Regions from separate parts of the Mus musculus genome. Here regions 1, 2, 3, 4, 6 and 7 are each linked to region 5. The links are chromatin contacts, called in public ChIA-PET, Hi-C, HiCAR-type, HiChIP or PLAC-seq and Micro-C maps. All regions are on one chromosome and are shown on one strand. Each heading gives the region's core, a stretch centred on a gene start, on an enhancer-like site or on the middle of the called end of the contact. The rest is flanking DNA. Distances are from core to core; before and after follow the strand shown.

Evidence for each region. Hi-C and Micro-C count contacts between places; a contact is called where the count stands out from the background. ChIA-PET counts read pairs in DNA pulled down with a chosen protein or histone mark. HiCAR-type assays count read pairs that join an accessible place to other places. HiChIP or PLAC-seq counts read pairs in DNA pulled down with a chosen protein or histone mark.
Region 1: a contact with region 5 is called in an RNA polymerase II ChIA-PET map of memory CD8 T cells, with 51 read pairs. The contact joins the enhancer-like site here to the promoter of Nr4a3 in region 5. A contact is called at or near these places in 1 of 39 promoter capture datasets (neutrophils) and 5 of 115 datasets of contacts at active chromatin or transcription factors (effector CD8 T cells, memory CD8 T cells, pro-B cells and 2 more).
Region 2: a HiCAR-type map of Th17 cells shows a contact between it and region 5, with 3 times the contacts expected there. The contact joins the enhancer-like site here to the promoter of Nr4a3 in region 5. A contact is called at or near these places in 2 of 39 promoter capture datasets (embryonic stem cells and hippocampal neurons), 2 of 115 datasets of contacts at active chromatin or transcription factors (Th17 cells and embryonic stem cells) and 1 of 9 other capture datasets (liver).
Region 3: a contact with region 5 is called in an H3K27ac HiChIP or PLAC-seq map of embryonic stem cells, with 8 times the contacts expected there. The contact joins the promoter of Col15a1 here to the promoter of Nr4a3 in region 5. A contact is called at or near these places in 1 of 484 Hi-C or Micro-C datasets (embryonic stem cells) and 2 of 115 datasets of contacts at active chromatin or transcription factors (both in embryonic stem cells).
Region 4: a Micro-C map of embryonic stem cells shows a contact between it and region 5, with 4 times the contacts expected there. The contact joins the promoter of Tmeff1 here to the promoter of Nr4a3 in region 5. A contact is called at or near these places in 5 of 484 Hi-C or Micro-C datasets (Sertoli cells and embryonic stem cells) and 3 of 115 datasets of contacts at active chromatin or transcription factors (embryonic stem cells and stem cell-derived neural progenitor cells).
Region 6: a contact with region 5 is called in a Hi-C map of uterus, with 5 times the contacts expected there. The contact joins the promoter of Anks6 here to the promoter of Nr4a3 in region 5. A contact is called at or near these places in 2 of 39 promoter capture datasets (embryonic stem cells and liver), 3 of 484 Hi-C or Micro-C datasets (embryonic stem cells and uterus) and 3 of 115 datasets of contacts at active chromatin or transcription factors (embryonic stem cells and stem cell-derived neural progenitor cells).
Region 7: a HiCAR-type map of embryonic stem cells shows a contact between it and region 5, with 4 times the contacts expected there. The contact joins the promoter of Galnt12 here to the promoter of Nr4a3 in region 5. A contact is called at or near these places in 2 of 39 promoter capture datasets (embryonic stem cells and hippocampal neurons) and 3 of 115 datasets of contacts at active chromatin or transcription factors (all in embryonic stem cells).

The regions. Positions count from the first base shown.
Region 1 is chr4:47,309,824-47,312,523 of GRCm38.p6, forward strand. It overlaps Col15a1 (collagen, type XV, alpha 1), which reads left to right. Exons shown (of 40, transcript NM_009928.3): 38 at 597-782; 39 at 951-1,066; 40 at 2,254-2,700. The coding sequence ends at 2,467. Among named protein-coding and RNA genes, the nearest start is that of Gm52732, 8.0 kb to the left of the region's middle. Within about 2 kb of position 1,253, at least 150 of the 459 cell types and tissues checked have an H3K27ac peak or open chromatin away from gene starts, as enhancers often do. A contact at or near this core is called in effector CD8 T cells and memory CD8 T cells, where this site is marked.
Region 2 is chr4:47,271,517-47,274,236 of GRCm38.p6, forward strand. The region is part of intron 14 of Col15a1 (collagen, type XV, alpha 1); the gene reads left to right. All of the region lies in intron 1 of Gm52734 (a long non-coding RNA gene), which reads right to left. Among named protein-coding and RNA genes, the nearest start is that of Gm52734, 6.3 kb to the right of the region's middle. Within about 2 kb of position 1,430, at least 37 of the 459 cell types and tissues checked have an H3K27ac peak or open chromatin away from gene starts, as enhancers often do. A contact at or near this core is called in Th17 cells, where this site is marked.
Region 3 is chr4:47,206,736-47,209,435 of GRCm38.p6, forward strand. It overlaps Col15a1 (collagen, type XV, alpha 1), which reads left to right and starts at 1,277. Exons shown (of 40, transcript NM_009928.3): 1 at 1,277-1,627; 2 at 1,711-1,799. The coding sequence starts at 1,617. Gm12426 (a long non-coding RNA gene) reads right to left here. Exons shown (of 3, transcript XR_001784287.2): 1 at 2,559-2,700; 2 at 1,687-1,851.
Region 4 is chr4:48,583,604-48,586,655 of GRCm38.p6, forward strand. It overlaps Tmeff1 (transmembrane protein with EGF-like and two follistatin-like domains 1), which reads left to right and starts at 1,571. Exons shown (of 10, transcript NM_001356272.1): 1 at 1,571-2,038. The coding sequence starts at 1,867.
Region 5 is chr4:48,043,860-48,046,559 of GRCm38.p6, forward strand. Nr4a3 (nuclear receptor subfamily 4, group A, member 3) reads left to right here and starts at 1,446. Exons shown (of 8, transcript NM_015743.3): 1 at 1,446-1,857.
Region 6 is chr4:47,055,748-47,058,631 of GRCm38.p6, forward strand. It overlaps Anks6 (ankyrin repeat and sterile alpha motif domain containing 6), which reads right to left and starts at 1,559. Exons shown (of 16, transcript NM_001356426.1): 1 at 1,202-1,559. The coding sequence starts at 1,533.
Region 7 is chr4:47,090,640-47,093,427 of GRCm38.p6, forward strand. It overlaps Galnt12 (polypeptide N-acetylgalactosaminyltransferase 12), which reads left to right and starts at 1,284. Exons shown (of 10, transcript NM_172693.4): 1 at 1,284-1,689. The coding sequence starts at 1,334.

The sequences.
Region 1 (2,700 bases), core at 3-2,502, 730 kb before region 5:
TCTGTCTCCCTGTCTCTGTCTCTGTCTCTGTCTCTCTGTCTCTCTCTGTGTGTGTGTGTGTGTGTGTGTGTGTAGGAGTGCATTTGGATGTCAATGCCAACTTGACACCCCTTAGACACAGCTAGAGAGTGGCAGAATGAGAGCATCCTCAGACCACAGACTGCACTTCATATGGAATGCCAACAGAAAGGGCTGGAGGGAGGAAATGGGTGCCTATGTGCAAGCCAAACCAAATTCCCTAATGGCTTTGGTTTGGGGCTGATGAACAAGGTGTTAGGAATGGGAGGCAGGACAAAGCCACCCTAGAAGCCACGCTTGTGACCAGGCTGGGAGCATATCCAGATTTCTCAAGCATGGCCTGCACACTAGAATCAGATCTCCAAAGGACTCCTCAATCCGAGGAGAATGTCTCATGCATCTTTTATTAAATCTAAGAAAGACATTCTCACCCCAACGTCTGTTCACGGGTGCTAAGGCTGTCTTCACTGAGGGTGGACAGCTGCACCTGGGTCACACCTTACAGTCGAAGTGGGCCTCTTCCTCAGAACAGGAAGAGGAGGGTGGGGCTGCTAACCACCCTGTCTTACTCTTTGCAGCTGCACCTGGTTGCTCTGAACACACCGGTGGCTGGGGACATCCGAGCTGATTTCCAGTGCTTCCAGCAGGCCAGGGCTGCAGGCCTCCTGTCCACTTTCCGAGCCTTTCTGTCTTCACACCTGCAGGATCTCTCCACAGTCGTGCGGAAGGCAGAGAGGTTCGGCCTTCCAATTGTGAATCTCAAGGTAAAGCTGAACACCTTCGCCACTGACGTCAGGCACATCAATCCCCAAGTGGCCCAAGCACTTGCCACTTCAATCACTGTCCTCGCTGAGCTGAGGACTCCAGAAGTAGTAGCTGGGTCACACTATGAAGAGGGAGCCAAACCCTAAATGTGTCATTTGTCTTTGTAGGGCCAAGTGCTTTTTAACAATTGGGACTCGATATTTTCTGGTGATGGAGGTCAATTCAATACACACATTCCAATCTACTCCTTTGACGGTCGGGATGTGATGACTGATCCTTCCTGGTAAGTGCAGGCTTGGGCCCTGTGACGTAGCACAAGAGGCGTTTCTAGGACATGTTCTAACAATGAGCTACCTCCCTGGAACACTGCCAGTGTGAAGCCACAGTAAGGCAGCTGAGTCACGGGAAAGCCATGGCCTTGGAGCCAGAAGCCTCGGGTCTAGTAGCTCATGATAAGACCTGGGCAAAGCACTTCACTCCATGAGCCACAGTGGCCTTGCCTGTCAAATGAGTACAGTCATTGGTACACCACAGGACAGTTGTGCATATGACTGTGGGTGAAAACACAGTGATACTCAGTGCCTGTGCTACAACACATCTGAATGCAGGTCTGAAAGGCACAGTAGGCCCCCACGGCCCTACGCTTTAAGGGCTCCCGGTGTCGAGGGGCAATAGATAAGAGACTGTGTATAAATGTGGACAGTTTTGTAGTTTTAAAATAGAAAGCTGATAAAAGGAACAGAGGGGAGGATTTCATTTTTGAGGGCAAGAATGAAAAGGAGATTCCTGAAAGAGGGGGCCCCTAAGATGTGAAGGAGTCCCAAGTCTGACCATGAGAGAGGCTACCCAACAAGTGAGCTCAGGAGCAATGGTCCAGATGTGTGAAACCTAAGGATGCCATTGGGAGATCGCTGCAAGTGGGTATGGCTGCCAACATACTCTGTCTAGAGTATGTCTAGAAAGCAGGTAACAGCCACAAGGCACGGGAGAGGACTTGGCATTGAACTGTGGGTGAGGAGGAACATGTCTCTCCCTTTGCTACACTAATGCTAACTTCCTCACCAAGATATACCACAAAGAACTGCTATTTAGGAACTAGGGTGATGGCTCAGCGGGCCAAGGGCTTGCAGCACAAGCACGGCAACCTGAGCTCAGGTCTCCATCACTTATCTCATAGCCAGGTGGGGCAGCACGCTTCAGCCACGCCAGCACTGAGTGGCAGAAATTGGTAGGTCCTTGGTGTTTGGTGGCCATCAGATCTAACTAAATTGGCAAGCTCTAGGTTCAGTGAGAGACTGTGCTTCAAAAAATAGAGTAGGGAATGATTGAGGAAGACATGCAGTGTTGAACTCTGAAACACACACACACACACACACACACAAACTGTAAAATAAAATAAAAAGAAATGAAGAACTTCCTGTTATTAAAAAAATGCCATTTAAAAAGTAACACTATAAAATTCCTTTCTAGGCCCCAGAAGGTGGTCTGGCACGGCTCCAACCCCCATGGTGTCCGTCTTGTGGACAAGTACTGTGAAGCCTGGCGAACCACGGACATGGCAGTAACCGGATTTGCCTCCCCACTGAGCACAGGGAAGATTCTGGACCAGAAAGCTTACAGCTGTGCTAACAGGCTAATCGTGCTGTGCATCGAAAACAGTTTCATGACAGACACTAGGAAGTGATAACCTTCCCATGATTCTTAAGAGAGTGTTCTAAGATATTTCTTATGTGAAGAGTTGACACTGAAGTCTAAAATGTTGTAAATATTACAAGTTTGGTTTTTATATATATTACACATCTGTCAAAAGAGAAACCAAAGAAAACATACCTCAGTATACTCAAAAGGAAAGACAGAAAGGACTCAGATCCAAGTCAAATCCAATCCACATATTGGTGCTAGATTCTGCAGGAAGAC
Region 2 (2,720 bases), core at 180-2,679, 770 kb before region 5:
CTTCTTTTTGTCATTAATACCTATTTCAGATACAGTGACCCTTCTTTATCCTAATGGTTATGTTATAAGACCCTTCCCCACACATTTATATTGTTAAACAATAAATTGTTCCTTGCACACACACACACACACACACACACACATACCTATTTAGTATCTAACTTAAGCACAGTAAAAGATTAACTGCAATATCTCATGATACAATAAACCAGTCATAACAATATACCATAGTAAAATCACTGGTATCACTACTGTCTACTTTAGAGCTATCATTAGGTAAAACAAGGGCTAATGAAAGGGTGAATGACGGTCTGCTGATGACAGCTAAGATACTGATGAGTTGGTAGTATATAGAACATGGATATGCTGGACCAAGAGATTGCTTATATCCTAGGTAGGATGGAGCAGGAAGCTGTAAGATTTCATTGTTCTGTCGAGAACAGTGTGAACTCTAAAACTTGTGAATTGCTTATTTCTGGAACTTTCCATTTAATAATTTCAGCCTCTGGCTAACAGAAAAGCTGCAACCAAACACAGTGGGACTTGGATAAGGTGAGGGGGTACTGAATGTCCTTCTCTTCACTCTTTTGGGGTCAGTGTTTTGTTTGGGATTTGTTACGATGAGGTCATGTTACCTCGGCTGGATTAGCCTCCACCCACTGTCTAGTGCTAGAATTATAAATGTGTTCCATCATGCCTGACTTCTCTCAACATTTCCAGTTCCTTCTTCCTCTTTCTGAGAGTACAGGGAGAACCTTCTTAGCAATGACACAGAAGTTGCTAGCATTCCTGTGTACCCTTATCCTGCCTTAGAGCCGAAATATCCTTCCAACCCAGCACAGCCTCTATTAGTCTTTTATGAGTAAGTGGAATATTCTTCAAACAGCATCTTAAGCTAGCATTTCTCCTTAGCCTGCTTTCAGTCTTCTGAAGCCGCCTACTACCCATGCCTGTGCTCTTGGGGAAGGGCAGGTCATGCCCCTATAGCCTTACCAGACATAATGAAGACATGCCTCTTTATACAAAGAGAGATAATAAATAAAAACGAGACACCTTGCACTAGCGATATGTTAATGAAGGTTCAACAAACCCACTGTCTAGGAGGTAGGGGCCCTGTACCTCACCCCCATGAACATGTGTGAAGTGTTTCCTGCCGGGGCACCATGGCCACTGAATCCAATCCCAGTTTCCGTCCATCGGCCTTGAGTGTGCTTAACTGAAAGGGTAACCTGATTTTTGTTGCAAATGAATTTTTCTCAGAAAAAGAAACAACGGTGCAACCTTAGGGAAGTCATTTCATACAAAACAACAGCTTCATAAGAAATCTAGGTCTGCGGGAAGCCCCACCAACCTACACTTACCTTGTCTGCTCCTACAAAGCAGCGGCTAAGCCTCCCACACTGTCTGTGCTTGCAGACACCCTGGGCTGCATACTGACGCCCCTGTTGGCTACAGCTGGCTCAGCTGCACAGCAAGGAGGAAGAGCCACCCTGCCCTAGATAGCTGCTGCAGATCTATTTTGCTGGTTCATTCCTGGCATTTGCTAAGAGATCCACTGGTTGTCCTGGGGGCATGGGATGCTTTGGGGTTAAGCAAAGGCAGACTCTAGAAGGACTTGGACATTTGCATTTGGAGAGTTGACGGGAAAACAAACAGTCTGGCATACAGTCACATATATGACTTCATTTGGGAAGGAAACGAGTGTCTCAGGGTCCTCATGAGACATCAGCTGTGGTGATCCATTTGACTCCCAACTCCTGTCACAGTATCTTCTTTTGGCTCACAAATCCTTATTGACAAGGTCTAGCCAGGACCTCCCATGACTGGATAAACCGAGTTATAAGAAGTCTTTTCTCATGCTATCAATCTGGGCTATAAGCCCAGGTAATTACGCAAAATGGAGGACAGTCCCATGCCTCCCAGGCTGGCCTCCAGCTCCATAAGAGCTGAGGACAACCTTGAACTCTAATCCTCCTGCCTCTCCCTCCCAGTGCTGTGCACTGTCATGCCCAGCTCAAAGTGAGTTGCTTTCCCACCATGCAGAATGAGTAAGACTCTATTTATTTGCCTGGGAAATGTAATACTCATATATAAAACCAGTATTACCAAACATGAACCTGTCATCAAAGTGTAGATGGTCATTAAGAGTCTATCTAGTAGATTTTTTATGATGCTCAGCATAAACAGAGGTACCTTTTATCTTCCCCATGCTAAGCTGAACAGCTAACCATGACACCTTTATCCCAGGAAGGAAGAAGTGAGAATGGCCTATTTTCCCAGCTGCAGAGCAGACCTGGGAGGGCAGTTGAGGATCCTTCTAGAAAGCAGGATACTCGGATGTTATTCCTTTTGCATTGACGCTTCTGCCTACAGTTCTACCAGGACTGAGGCATGAAGTCTTCAGGGTTCAGGGTATTCATGGTACCCATCTGTCGTAGAAGGTTCTGAGACACCCACGCAGGAAAGAGTCTATACTCTGAAATTTTCTTAACTACTCAGAATTTCTGGGGAAACTTGAGCACCCAAGAGCTGTCTTTGAGTCATCTCACTGGGCTGGAAATGTCGACGTAGACTCAGCTTCTGTCTTTTCTTGTCAGTTAGAGGAGAAATTTGATGATGTCGTCACAAATATCTCTTAGATATCCCAATCTGCTTTGGAGCTTGGCTCGTGTGATAGCATCAGGGCACCTTTGAAGACTCTGAGGTAGAACTGCTTTTGC
Region 3 (2,700 bases), core at 27-2,526, 840 kb before region 5:
AAGCAGAAAATGGTGGCAACCATGGTAAACTGGAGGATATTGCCCAACTGATGAAATTCCAATAAAATCTGACATCAAAAATGCAGGTTCCATGTCATCAGGTCTACCTGAATTCTAATAGTCCACAAATTTGGTTTTTCAATTTGTGTGCATATATTTGTATGTACATGCATGTAGGAGTGCCCACAGAGGCCAGAGGAGGGTGTTAGGTCGCAGGAACTAGAGTTGCTGGTGATTGTAGCCTACTCTATGTGGGTGCCTGGACCTTGGGTTCTCTTCGAGAGCACTACATGCTTTTAACCCCTGAGCCATCCTTCCAGCCCTACAAAATATGGATCTTAATAAACAGTTCATAATTATAAAATGTTGTTATTATTAACTTTTTAATTTGGAAGCTATCACTGACCAAACTTATCTGCGGACCACATGGAGACCCAGGCCACCTGTTTATAGCCACTGGCTCTAACTGTCAAACAGAACAACCTTGGGTGCGACAATTTCCTTAGGTAAATCTATCTAGGAAGTCAGTTACAGATCTGGCTGGTGCATTTTACAAGTAATAGAGAAATCCAGACCCAAGAAAGCCAATTCCCCATGGTTAATCATTTGTAACAAGTGTTATACCCATCACAGAAGGCACAAAAGGGGAACGAGAGTTCAAATCCATAGACAGGGTGAACAGATGTCAAAGCCACCTTAAGTGGGCAGTATCCTTAGAATGCCCCCTAACTTCCTTGTTAGTTCCTTGGAGCCCTCCTGGCTTCCGGTGCCTCGGTCCCTTAAAAGCCAATGGCTCTGCCTGTCTTGACCCTTGTGGTGTGTCCTCACCCCCACGTTTCCTGCAGTGCACTAGTTAGTAACTGCAAGAGCTCCTAAGGATAGCGTTTTTCAAGAGCTAAGCTCCCAATTCCTGCCTTCTGTGTTGCTTGTTAGTTAAAGGGTGTCTTGTTCCCAGCGGGCAGGTAACACACCTGACTCTATGTGCCTAGGTCAACATTGAGACCTTACTCTTTTCTTCAATGTTGATTCTCTTGTGTGGCTCACTGGATGGATGCCTTGGTAAATCGTTTGGCTTCTCTGGACTTCAGTTCCCCTTGGTCAAGGTTTTGGGATTCCAAAATATTCAGAGCACACCCCACGAGTCCTTCAAAGTCCTCGCTCTGTGTATGACTTCCGTCCCCACCGTGTTACTCTGGGGCATGCAAGTGGGATCTTGGCTGGCCTGCTGGGTGTGGCACAGCAACCAGGAGCGACTTCAACCGCGTAGCTTTGGGACACTGCCACTCCCCTCTGAATCTCAATAGCCTAGTCTGTCATGTAAGGAAACCCCAGCGATCCCAGCCGGCCCTGGGTTGTGGAGCTCTGCGTCTGCATGCGGGGCTTTCCTCGCGGGTTACATAAGGCTCTGGGGTGGCGGGAAGAAGGGGGCGTGGGGAGGCGCAGCGGGGACCGGCGGCGAGGTGGGGCACCGCGCGTGGGGGAGCGCAGGGCGCGGCGGAGTCGGGTTTCAGAGCGCGGGTGACTCAGGCGCGGGCAGCAGCGGGGATCCCGCCGTCGCCACCGAGCGCAGCCTTTGTTCCGCGGGCGAAGTACAGCTGGGGTCCGGCGGCTGCACCATGACACACAGGTAGGACCCGCGCCCCGCTCCCCCTGCACCTTCGCCTCACCTCCTAGCCGCCGCCTCACCTTCTCTGCCACCGCTTCTTGCAGGAGGACCGCGCAGGGCCGGCGCCCGAGGTGGCTGCTCTCCATCATCTCCGCGCTGCTCTCCGCTGTCCTGCAGACCCGCGCTGCGACAGGTAAGCCACAGCCGCTTGGGTTTGCGCGCCCGGGTGCTACGGCGCCTCATTCCTGGACATAAAAGGGAGTACTTGCTTGGCGCGGCGCACAGCCGTCTTGCCCTGGGTCCTCCCGGGCCCCCCGGGTTCCTAGGCGCTGAGATGATTGCCTCAGCGAAGGCACACAAGAGTGTCTGGGCTGGACGTGGCTCACCAGAGCGGGCAGAGAGGGGTTTTAGCTGTACAGTGACAACACACTGCCAAACTATCCCAAAGCGCGCTGGGCTCCCGCGCTGAGGTCGTGCGCACTGGGCTGTAGGGTGAGCAGGTCCCATGTACACTCAGTCCATGGGAAAACATGGTCTTCGGCAGGGATACCTTGACATCCTAGTCGTTCCTGACATAACAGAACAGAGTCGCTAGCGTGTTTGGTTCAGCCTGAGTCACTAGAGGTCCCCATCCCTGCCGGACAGAGGCGCAGTGGATGATGGACTAAGCCTGAGAAACTGATCTTTCTTTCTCTTCTATGGGCCTCAGTTTCCCCTGAGAGGACTCAGAAGCTGTTGGATTAAAGTGGGTCTGACTTAAAGTCGAACTGCCGGTGTGAATTGCGCCTCTGTTGGGTGACTGTGGGCAACATTTTTTCACTCTGCATGCCTCAGTTTCCTCATCTGAGAAGATCTGGTAAACTAGACCCTCATTGTTCCAGAAGCGTTGAGAAGTGTAACGGACAGATGGGAAATAATGTCCTTTCCATGAGAATAAGTGTCGGAAAGATACCTTGCTCTTCTCAGGAGTGCCTGTGTTGGAAAGCATTGTTGGGGAGGCTTAGGAAGTGGCAACTATGAAAGCCAGAACTCAAACCCAGTTGGGCAGGTTCCTGTCCCTGCTCAGCCTTTGCATTATGTACTCAGCAAAACCA
Region 4 (3,052 bases), core at 321-2,820, 540 kb after region 5:
TGATGTGGCCGCTGAGAACCAAACCTAGGAAGGACTCCATCACTGAACCATCTCTCCAGTCTCCAGTATCCCTGTTTCTATACCATTCATCATTAACCTAATCATTATCAAAATCTATACACAAAGATGACCACCGGGGTCATATTTTACTGTTACACAAAAGCTGTCATGAAAATCTTCCTTTATTCATTGTTGTGTCTTGTTCAACCATCTCTAAAGCAAAAATTCCAATATTGGTATTGTTAGGAAAACAAATTTAGTTTTTTTCTTCATATTTAGGTTGCCGCGCCCTCCAAAATGTATGCATGAATAGTGCTAAGTTTGTCAGTCTTTCTAACTTTTTAATAATCATCCAGAGGGGTAACTTTTTGGTTTAAATATCTTTCCCTTTGTTGCTAGTGGCTTTAAATTTTTTTTGAAAATAAGTTTATTTGTAATGTATATGGGTGTTTTGTTTGATGCATATCTATACCACATGCCTACACTGCCCTTTGAGGCCAGAAGAGAGTTCTTGGTACAGTGTTTACAGATGGTTGTGATGCTGTGGGAATCCAAGCTGGGGCCTCTGCAAAAGCAGCCTGGGCTCTCAGCTGCCGGCTATCTCTTGCTGGTCTCCAAAGCTTTCTCCCTTGCCTGGACTTCTCAAAGCCTCCTTGTCTTTACTTCTATGTTCAGTGTTTGTTTTGTATTTAGATTGTAGCTTTCTTCAAGTGTCCTTTTTGCAATTTTCTTAATTTTACAATGAAATTCTAGAATTCCTTCTGAAGTGGGCAACAATAACAGACTTCGAACAAAGCGGAAAATTTCCAAAAATTTGGCCTATGGTCTTATTGCCTGTGTAAAGTTATCATCTAGCAAGGTGAGGGCTGCAGAGGACTGTACTGGGCTCCAGACAGCTGGAAGACTCTTGGTCCCAACTTCCTGATTTGGGGAAGGCAGAAAACCAGTATGGGAACTCCTTTGTAGGGCTGTGAAATAGAACTGGAGAGGATACAGGCTAAGAGCTTCCTCTAGGCCTTGGATATAGCAAATCCGCTCTAAATCTTTGCTATTATGCGCGGAAAGGGCAACGCACTTTAAAGATTCAGCCGAGAGATGTAGTTATCCAGGAACCCGGTGGGGCGAGTCTTGGGGATTAAGCCTTTTCCCCGGAGAAGTGCACAGCGGGAGTGAGCACTAGGTACCAATCCCGATCCTGCCCATTTCTTGGGATGTGACTGACCTTGGACAAGTCACCTTTTGCCTTTAACTCCACCTGGAAAACACACGAAAGACCACCCGAGCTCGTGCAGGGTTAGAAGGCGCGTGGGAAAGGCTCACAAAGGGCTTCTGAGACACCGTCCCGAAGCTCTCTCCAGTATCCTCGGCGCCGTCCGGCCAGCCGGAGGGATCGGCGACCCCGGCCCGCGCCCCCGCCCGCCTCAGGAACAATGGCTCCCCGGGAGGGGCGGAGCTCGGCGCCGGGGGTGTGCGCGGGGCGGGGTCGCCGCTCCCTCCCCGCCCGCGGCTCCGTCACGCGCCCCTCACCGGGCGGGCCGGGGTCTTTGTGACGCGGCGGCGACAGCCGCGCGGACACAAAGGGAAGGCGAGCCTGCGAGCTAGAAGCTGCGTCCGTCCCCGCCCCGCGCCCCCCGCGCGCGCCCCAGCTCCGTGTTCCCCACGCGGCGCGCTCCCTGCCCTCGCGCGCCCGCGCCCCTCGCCCGCGCCGGGGTCTCCCAACGAGGCTGTCCCGAGCGCGGAGGGCCGGGGCCTGGCGGGGATGCTGCGGGGCTGCCCCGGGCGGCTGCACGGCTGCTAGGAGGCGGCGCGGGGCCGGTGTGCCCGGCCTGCCGCTCCCTGAGCTCCCCGCCGTGCGGCCGCGACAGCATGGGCGCCCAGGCGCCGCTCCGGCTGCCGGCCGCGCCCCCGCTCGCCGTCTGCGGCTACACGTCGGTGCTTCTGCTCTTCGCCTTCTGCCTGCCCGGGAGCCGCGCGTCCAACCAGCCCGCGGGCGGCGGCGGGGACTGTCCGGGAGGCAGAGGCAAGAGCAACTGCTCAGGTAGGAGCCGCCGGCGCCCGCCTCTGGGGCTCCTCCCTTCCGCCGTTCTGGGCCGCGGGAGGACCCGGTGTGGACCAGGGTGCTGAGGAGTCCCGGGGGCCGGGCGGAGGGCAGGACGAGAGTTCGCGGTGCGGGCTTTGGGGACCTGGGTTGGGGATGGGGAGTGGTCGTTTGTGGGTCCGTAGGTGTCGAGTGGCCGGGACTAGGGCGGCCCTGCGGCGTGGTGAGCTGGTGAGGTTCCGCGAGACGGAGCAGTGATCCTGGGTTTGCTCGTGGAAGCGCGTGTAAAGTGTTGTGAAGCCCCAAGGGAGGGAGGACGGCTAGGCTTCAAGGGGAGTGTGTGCGTGTGTGTGTGTTTGTGTGTGAGTGTGATGGTGAGGAACTGGCGGACTGAGGATAAGGGCCTGAGAACTGACCATGTGTTGGTGGGGAGGTTCTTAAGAGTTCCTGGGTTTTAAGAGGGGTAATGCCGGTAAAAAGAAGGAGTGGTTATGTTTGTCCTTTGGGTTCAGGGGTGCAGTGGGGACCAAATCTGTCCACGGTTCTGTGCATCAGGGCAGCAGGGAGTCCCAGGAGGGCCCAGGAAGTGTTTTGTTGGTTGTGTCTGGACAAAGCCTGAGGCTCAGGTAACCACGCTGGAGTACGTATATAGGGTGAAGAGATGAGAGCCCAGTAGTGAACCCAGTTTGACAGAGGGAGGGAGCTAGGGAGTCATCTTGTGTGGGATTTGGGTATGAAAGGTAATTAGGTCTCAGAGAGTGCCCCTGTGTAGCTAGAGTAACCCCGGGTTAATTAAAGTGGTGTAGAAAGAGAGGCAATGGTGGTGTGTGTGTTTTGCAGGAGGACCTGGAAGATTGGCAGCCAGGGGAGCCAGGGAGTAAGTGACCTCTCCCCTCTCTCCAAGGCCGCCTGCCCTCCCACAGCTGTTGGAAACAAAGAGCGTGCTGGGGTTTTAATGGATGACACAGGGGAGGAGGGGGCCGGCCAGTAAAGTTCCCCCGTCCTTTTGGAAAG
Region 5 (2,700 bases), core at 196-2,695:
AGACCACTGGAGACCGCGTCTGTCTGTGTTGTTTCATTCTAACGTCTTCGTAAAAAAAAATTTTTTTTTCTGAAAGAGGTTACTTTCAGTTAGCAGCAACCTTTGGAACTAAGAGTTCTTAACTCAAACATGTTTTGTTTTGTTTTGTTTTGTTTTTGTTATTTGTTTTGTTTTGTTCTCAGCAAGAAAGTGACACCCTAAATTTTTTTCCAGGAAAAAATCGCTGTCCCTTATACAGTCGCCCAGACTTTCTACATACTTGGAAGACAAATGTACCTCCCCCCCCCCGCCCCCCGCCCCAGGAGACCATAGTTAAGATCCCCTAGAGACAACCTAATGAATCCTGTTGACTGATTTTGAATATTTCATTTGAGAGGTGGAAGGGGAGGCATCTACAACCCTCAAATGCGAGTTGAGTTCCATGTCTGACCCGGTGCTGGGGAGTAGAGGAACAGTCAGACTCACTCAGCTGTTCAACACGTGTGGTGTGTTTGTTTTATATATAGTTTCTCGTGCAGCGCGCGCGTGGCTGGATGTGCACTTCTTTGGATTATAAAGCGTCCAGTCAAGAACCTCACACCATAAGTAAAAAGAAATAAAATCTTGTCCCTGGAACTGTCTGCATCCTAGGGTGAAACACTAACAGCATGACAGGAGGAAGAGGCAAATTAGCCTAGGCGCAGAGGGCCAGAGGGACGTAAACAGCCTTAGAACCATTGCATGAGGGAAGCACAGCTGCACCTCTGGGAGTCTTCGGCCTGGTGCCAGACTCCTTCAGCTGCGACTGCCAGGTCACTCGGAGAAGCTGGCTGGCGTAGCCTTCCCTTTCGGAAGAGCTGTCCTCTCTCTTACCCCCTGGACCTGGCTAGATGCCTCGGGGCAGCCTCGGAGGCGAGCCAGCAGCACTCCTCCAACTCTGCTCCACCCGGAGCCTGACAGCTGGGCGGTCCCGCCTGACCCGCGGGCGGGCTGCGGCACCCTCTGGTAGACCGGCGCCCTGGCAAGCGGCTCCCGTGCAGAGGGGTTGGCCGCGCGAATCTGAGAAGCCTCAGGGCTGGGGTCCGCAGCTCCCCGTGGTTTCCATTGTGCGGCCGTGAGAATGGCCGGAGGACGCGCGCACGCGCGCGCGCACACACACACACACACACACACACACACACACACACACCCTCGCACACGCGGAACCGGCTGGGCCAGGGGAGGGAGGAGGAGGGTGACGTAGCGTCCCATGTCGTCACATTGACGTCTCGCATTCCAGGCACTCTATGGAGAGGCTGCTAGGGCTCCTGTGGCATAAATGACGTGCCGAGAGAGCGAGCGAACGCGCAGCCGGGAGAGCCGAGTCTCCTGCCTCCCGCCCCCCACCCCTCCAGCGCCTGCTCCTCCTCCGCTCCCCATACACAGACACGCTCACACCCGCTCCTTCACTTGCACACACAGACAGACACACGCGCGCTCACACGCTCCGCACACACACTCCACTCTCTCCCGCGCGCTCACACCCCTCTCACCCGGCTCCCTCGCCAGTGTCGCGCCGCGCCGCGCCGCAGCCGGACGCCCCTCCAGGGCTCACTTTGCAACGCTGACAGAGCCCGCAGTGTCCGTGGAGGTGGGAAACGTGGCGACATCCTACCCCCTGGTCGCAGCCGGAGACTGGATGCCTGCGGAACCTCTCGGCGGCGCTCTCCCATGAGTTGGGATCGCAGCATCCCCCGCCAGCCGCTCACCGCCTCTGGGAGCCGCTGGGTTTGTGCACCGCAGCCCTTCCGGGACAGCAGCTGTGACTCTCCCCCAATCCAGATTTCGGGGTCGCTCTCTAGAAACTCGCTCTAAAGACGGAACCGCCACAGCACCCAAGTACGTACGATATGCCCAGTTAATGTGGGGACTTGCTTAAAAGTTGGCGCGCTGGGAAGTGTCGCTCCTGAAATTGACAACTTTTAATATGGGGTGGCCCCCTCCCGCCGCCTCCCCTTTCAGGTTTTCTCGCCCAGCTACCGGTGGGTTCCAAGCTGAAACTTTTCCCTTGTAGCTGGCCCTCAGGGACTCTGAAGCTTGTGAGATTCCTCTCCCCACCCAAAGAGGCTAAAAGCCTCTAACAAAGAGGAGGACCTGGATTTGTGCTGTAGCTGCTCCAGCGTCGTAATTCAGGGTATTTCGGCTCTAGTTGTCATGGTAATGATGCTCTCGGCGGCGGCGGCGGCGGCGGCAGCGGCTGCCGCTGAGGCAGAGTTGGAGCCCCGGTGATGAACGGCAGTAATTTTCCTGCCTTTTAAGTGGAATTGGAAATAGGGACTCTGGTGGGTCCGAGTTAATGTGTCTAATGGTGAAACGGAGCTGGTTGTCTGGGAGAAAGCTTAGGAGGGCCAGTGCCTGGGCAGCAGCGGCCGGAGTTTGCAGAGGCTCTGGAGGAGCTCAGCAAAGAGGGTGTAATTGTAGGAATGCGGCTTATTGTATTGAAATGAGCCCCGGGCTCCACTAGGCACGTCTGCCTGGCGTCGCCGACTTGCTGGTTTACACTTTTCCCCATGGAGGTAATCGGGTGTAATTGCCGACTCTCGCGCCCCGACACGCGTGGGGACCAGGTCCCTCTTCTCCAGGCCTTGGCTGGTGTGGGAAAGGCTTGTGTTACTTTTCAATGAGCTTTCGGAGAAGTTGCTCCGAGTGTTTTCTTCTTAGTAGAAAGGAAAGTTCTCGATG
Region 6 (2,884 bases), core at 309-2,808, 990 kb before region 5:
TTACGGTCACCTCTGCTGCCCTGGCATTCTCCACCGGTACAACCTGCTATGTGACTGAAAGCTATGCTCACTCTCAGGACTCTCCCTCTAGGGCTAGAGAGATGGCTCAGCAGTTAAGAGTACCTGCTGCTCTCAAAAAGATGCCAGGTTTGGTTTCTACCATCTGTGTCTGTACCTCCAGTTCCAGGATACCCATCGCCCTCTTCTGGCTTCCCTCAGACACCAGGCACACATGTGGTGCACATATACACAGGCGCTCATACACATAAAATAAAAACAAATCTAAAAACAAAACAAGCATTGTCTCTTTTCTTGTTTTTTTACAGCTCAGTATATTTATACGAGTCAGAAATCTAGAGATGGATTTTGCTGCCTCTCCCAACCCCTTCGCAGGGTCACACAACCACGAGGATCAACTTCAGGTTTATCCAGGCCACTAATTGTCTCTTCCTTGGCTGCTGTCTTCCTAGCCAGCCTTCCTGACTCTGGCCCATCTCTCTGCCTATTCTCACAGGTGCTGAATGTAACTTACCCGAAACAAAAGTCTGTTCCGGTCACAGTGCCCTGTGCCTTCCACACTCCTGATCATCCTTAGATTGTGGGTTTCTGTTCAGCCCCAATCTGGCACCTACTTTCTTCCTCCAATGGTGGGCTTGTCTCCAGCCCCCTCTGGGTCGCAGCATCCTCCCAGTTGTCTGACCACCTTTCATCACTATGTGTCTGCAGTGTGCTTGTTCTCCCTCGCTTCCTCGTTTTCCGGTCCTGGATAACTCTTACAAATCCTCGAGTCTTAACACCTCATTTCCACTAAAAATCGCCTCTATTCCTCCAACTGGGTCAGCTACTACTGTCAGACCTTCCAGATCAAGAATGCTACTTTATTTACCCACCCACCCCACTCATATCCCCAAAATAGGGACTTAATTGGATCCCAGTTATCTATTCGGTCAACCCCCAAAGCCAGGGTGAGTAGACAGATTCTTAGGAGACCCTTGATGCAAAACGGAATGAATGAACGTCTAGAAGATGCACTCCGCAGCCTCCACACTGTTCAGAAGCCAAAGTTTCTAACATCCCTAATCTTGTGTTTCTGAAACCGCCCTTTTATTTCCATCATACAGATGACCAAAAGGCAAAGCTCCAAGTCTGCCATTCGCACTCTCACGAGTCCCGGACTCTCTCCTTCCCGGTCCCCGCTCACCTGGCCGCCTGCATGAGCGCGCTCCAGCCGTAGTGGTTGCGGCTGTTGACCGAGGCTCCGCGGCGCAGCAGGAACCTTACGAGTGGCTCGTGGCCACCGGCCGCCGCCAGCTGCAGCGCCGAGTTGCCCGCCTCATCGGAACAGTCCACCGGCACCGGCGCCCCGGCCTCCGCTGCCCGGACCGCCTCGGGCCCTGCCGGCTCCGCTCCCGCCTCGGGCCCCGCGACCGGGTCCGCGCCTGGCTCCAGCAGGCGCCGCGCCGTGTCGGTGTCACCCTGCTCGCAGGCGCGGAGCAGCAGCTGCAGGCCGGGGGCCAGCGCGCCCTCGCCCATCGCTGACCGCCCGCTCCGCGCCGCCGCCCGCTCCCACCCCGGGGCCGCGCGCGTGCCCGCCGTCCGCAGGCCCGCCCCCTGGGTGCGCGCGCGCCTCCGGGGTCGCGCCTGATGGGTACGCGCGCGCAGGGCCCGCCTCCCGCCTTGGAGGGTGGGCCTGTGACTGTGCGGTCACTCTTCAGTCTTCCTGTTCGTTCCTACTGAATCCGACCTCTGGGCCTAGCTTAGAACTCATCTCGCATCTCTACCGACCCCAGACCGGCCCGCATTTCACTAGCGCTCCCTAAACAGTCGCAGGCTGAATCGGGACGAATGGGTCAGCCCCGTCGTTTGCCGGAGCAGCCCTGCAGTGCTGAGTTCTTCATCTGTGTCAAGCTACCCGCCCATCTATCTCTTGTTTTTGACAGGGGGGGGGGGGGGTCACCACTACCGCAGTAACTTACATGTTACAGATAGAGATTTTTCTAGCCACACCCCAGACCCACTGTCGGAAACTCAGTGTGGGACCAGCAACTGTTCTGGTCCCAAGCCCTCCTGTATATCACACAAACAGTAGGAACCACCGACTGGTCCCCAGGGCAGTCCTTGTAGCCACCCTAGAGTTTCAGATGATTATTCCAATCTACAGTAGACGAGTGACCGGGAAGGTTGTATGTTGCTATAGTCTGCACAGATCTGCAGGCGCTGCTGTGGCTAGGACTCAGGTCTTCTGACATCAAGTTCATCTCTCTTTCCGGACTCAACAAGTATGTATTGGATGCCTGTTAGTGCCAGGCACAGCTCTTCGTGCCGCGAACGTTTGCAAGATAGCATCTCTGCCTTCTAGGATCTGACCCACCCATACAGGCTATAAAGATATGCTGTGGTAATAAACTTGGCTGCTGAATGGTAGTTGAGTGCTGTTGACACAGTAAACGGAACATGAATCCAAGCAAAATCGGGTAGAAGGTGGAGCATTGTTTCATAATTGAGCCAACAAGAGAATTACTGAAAATATAACACTTGCAAAAACCTTAAGGAAGAGAGTAAGCCATGAGGACATTTTGGGGAAAAGAAGCTAATTAAGCAGAAAGCAAGACGCAGTTCACAGCATATGTGTCCTTACAGCATGGACACTTCCATAGGAAGAGACAACTGGTTTCCCTAGATGGTTAGTAGTGCCCGCCCAAACCCAGCAAGAAGCCAGACATACAAGGCAAGGCTGTTACATGTCCCAACAGTGTGTCATGATAACAGCGTAACTGTTAGGTCTGAGGACAGTTATTGAAAGTGTCCCCTGACTTCCACATTTGTTGTATGGCATGCACAGGCACACACACAATAAATAAATATGTCAGCTATGGTGGTGCAT
Region 7 (2,788 bases), core at 34-2,533, 950 kb before region 5:
AGCCTTAATTTAAGTCTTTATATAAAAATAAGCAAGTCCATCCATCTTAACATGTAAACGGCTTTCTTTTATTAATAGTAAAATTATATGTATTTTAAAGATTGTTTTAAAATGAGTTTCTTTATGACTTACTATAAGTAAGTGGTTGATTTATATACTGGTTTTATATACATATACACCCAGAATTACACAAAAACTTCTGCCGTGAAAATGTGCTATTAGTGGCAAAATTAATAATAATAATAAGCCATCCTGAAAACGCTGCAGTGGCTGAAGGCTTCAGGAAGAGTTGGTAAGGTGGGGCAAGGCAAGTGGGTGCAGGAACAGAATTTGCAAAGGCACCAGCCTAGCTTGGCTCCTTCCTCCCCCCACAACTAAAGGTAAAAGTGGCAGTTTGTGTAAATTACTGAAGACATTTTATTCCTAAAAGTTAGAGGCCAGCCTGGGCTATGTAGAAAGTTTAGAGTCAACCAGGACTACAGAGTGAGACCATATTTCAGTCAACATCAGGGGCTGGGGCTGGAGACACTATTTAGCTAGGCTTGGTACCACTGACCTGTAATTCTAGGACTCAGGAAAGGAGGCCAGCCTGGGTTACTTGAGATTCCGACTATGATACAGCAACACATTTTTGATTTAAACTTTAAATTTAAAACTTTTATCTGTATGCATGTATGTATACACAAGTGTCTATATCACACGTGGGGGTTGGAGGACAACTTGAGGGAGTCCTCCTTTCACCATGTGGGGATGGATGGAACTCTGTCCTTCAAGCTTCGAAGCAAGGGCCCCGTGGCTCCCCTTTTCTCCTATAAGCCCTGAGCCAAACCTGATACATTACAGGAAAGGATGGTGTGTGTGTGTGTGTGTGTGTGTGTGTGTGTGTGTGTGTGTGTGATGGGCCTGCGGAGTGTAGGTGTCCCTAAAGCAAAGACTGAAAAACATAGCTTGGAAAACCATGGGCTCCAGTTAGTTATTCTAGGCGCCACTGAGTACCGCACAGAGCCGCCTGCAGCTTTCATGAGTCTTGGCCAGCACATCCTGAACACGTAGTGGCTAAGGTTAAGGACCTTCCATCCGGGATAGTGCTAGTGTCACGTAAGTTCAAGGAAGGGTCCCCATAGCGCCCAGAGCGCTGTGCTCAGCCCACACTCACGCCGCAAGGGTCGCCAAGCTCTCTGCTCTCTCATGTGGGCACAGGCAGGTGGGCGCGGGAGGCAGCAGCCAGGAAGAGGGCGGGGCGCAGGTGGGGCGGGCCGGGGGCGGGGCGACCGCGGTTCCGGGATCCGGGTCCAGCCTCGGCCCGAGGCCGCGGGGTGCAGCTAGCGGGTGCATGTGGGGGCGTGCGGTGAGGAGGCGCTGCCCGCGGGGGCTGCGGCGCGGCCGGGAGGCGTTGCTGGCACTGCTGGCCCTGGCAGGGCTGGGCGCGCTGCTGCGGGCTCGAAGCAGGTCGGGGACGGTGGACCCGGGACCCCCGCGGACTCCTCTCCCCGGGCGTCACGAGCCAGTGCTGCCCAGGCCGCCGCTGCCCGCCGATGCTCTGGGAGCGCATGGGGAGGCGGTGCGGCTGCAGCTGCAGGGCGAGGAGCTGCGGCTGCAGGAGGAGAGCGTGAAGCAGCACCAGATCAACATCTATCTGAGCGACCGTATCTCGCTGCACCGCCGACTGCCCGAGCGCTGGAACCCTCTGTGAGTAGTCGCGGAGCACTGGCGCGTGGGACGCAGCATCCTTCTCGGGAGGAGGTGGTGCAGAGCGGGGGTGGTGGTGGGGCGTATCTAGAGGGCGAAGAGGCGGGAAAGTTAAAAAAAAAAATCAGAACGAACCTAAGAAAGTCAAACTGGTAACTGAGTGGTCCCTTGAATCAGACACCTCAAAGTTGTCATTCTGTCGGGACAGGGTGAGATTCGAGTTAAACACACTGAAGAGACCCCTACTTCGTGCCTGTGGGGGCAGTTAGGACTGTGGGTGTGGCTGTGACTCCGGAGAGCTGACGGCGACTAGCACAGGGCTGACCCCATTCATTGGTGTGGGTGTGCTGTTGCCCAGGGATAGAGCAGAGCCATCGAGATGCCCAATGGCCGTGCCCGAGGCCCGGAGCCGCCTCCCTTTCTCTCTGGCTGTTGAAGTCCTAGCTTTGGGTGGAGGGCGGTGGGAAGAAGAGGTTTGTGGGAAGGGCGCCTGTGACTCTTGAGTCCAGCCGAGCACACTCTTGTAGGTGGTGCAGGGCAGATCCTGTGTAGTCAGAGCCTAGTTCCTGTTGAAGCTGCTGGCTTTTCAACAGGTGAGAGACAAGGAAGCAAACACCCGCAGCAGCTGCTGCTGCCACCTTTACCCTCAGTCTCCCAGACGCCTCCACCCTTTAAATTTGTTACAGAACTTTTAGTTCCCACTTGAGCTCGGTAGATTGCCTGGAAAACAGAACTCAGAAAGGGGTCCTGGTTAGAGCCACAGGGCCAGCCTGGTGTGATTATCAGGCGCTTGCCACATTCTACTCTCCAGGCCTTGACAGTTCTTTTTTTTTCCAGTTTGGAAATGGACTCAGAGGGCATAGGCAACACTGACCTGCGAGAGGATGAGATGCGGTCTGCTGTGCCCCTTCCTCCATCAGGGAGAGTTTAACAGATTTAACTGAATTTCTCTCACCTACCGCAATGGCTTTGCCCGAAGCCCTTTTCACTCTCTTTCCGAGTCAAAATTGCTGGGATTGGCAGGGATTCTCCACTCCTACCCAGTGCCTCAGGCAGCTTCAGCTCTTTGAAAGGTCAGGTCTTTTGCTCACTAGTTCTG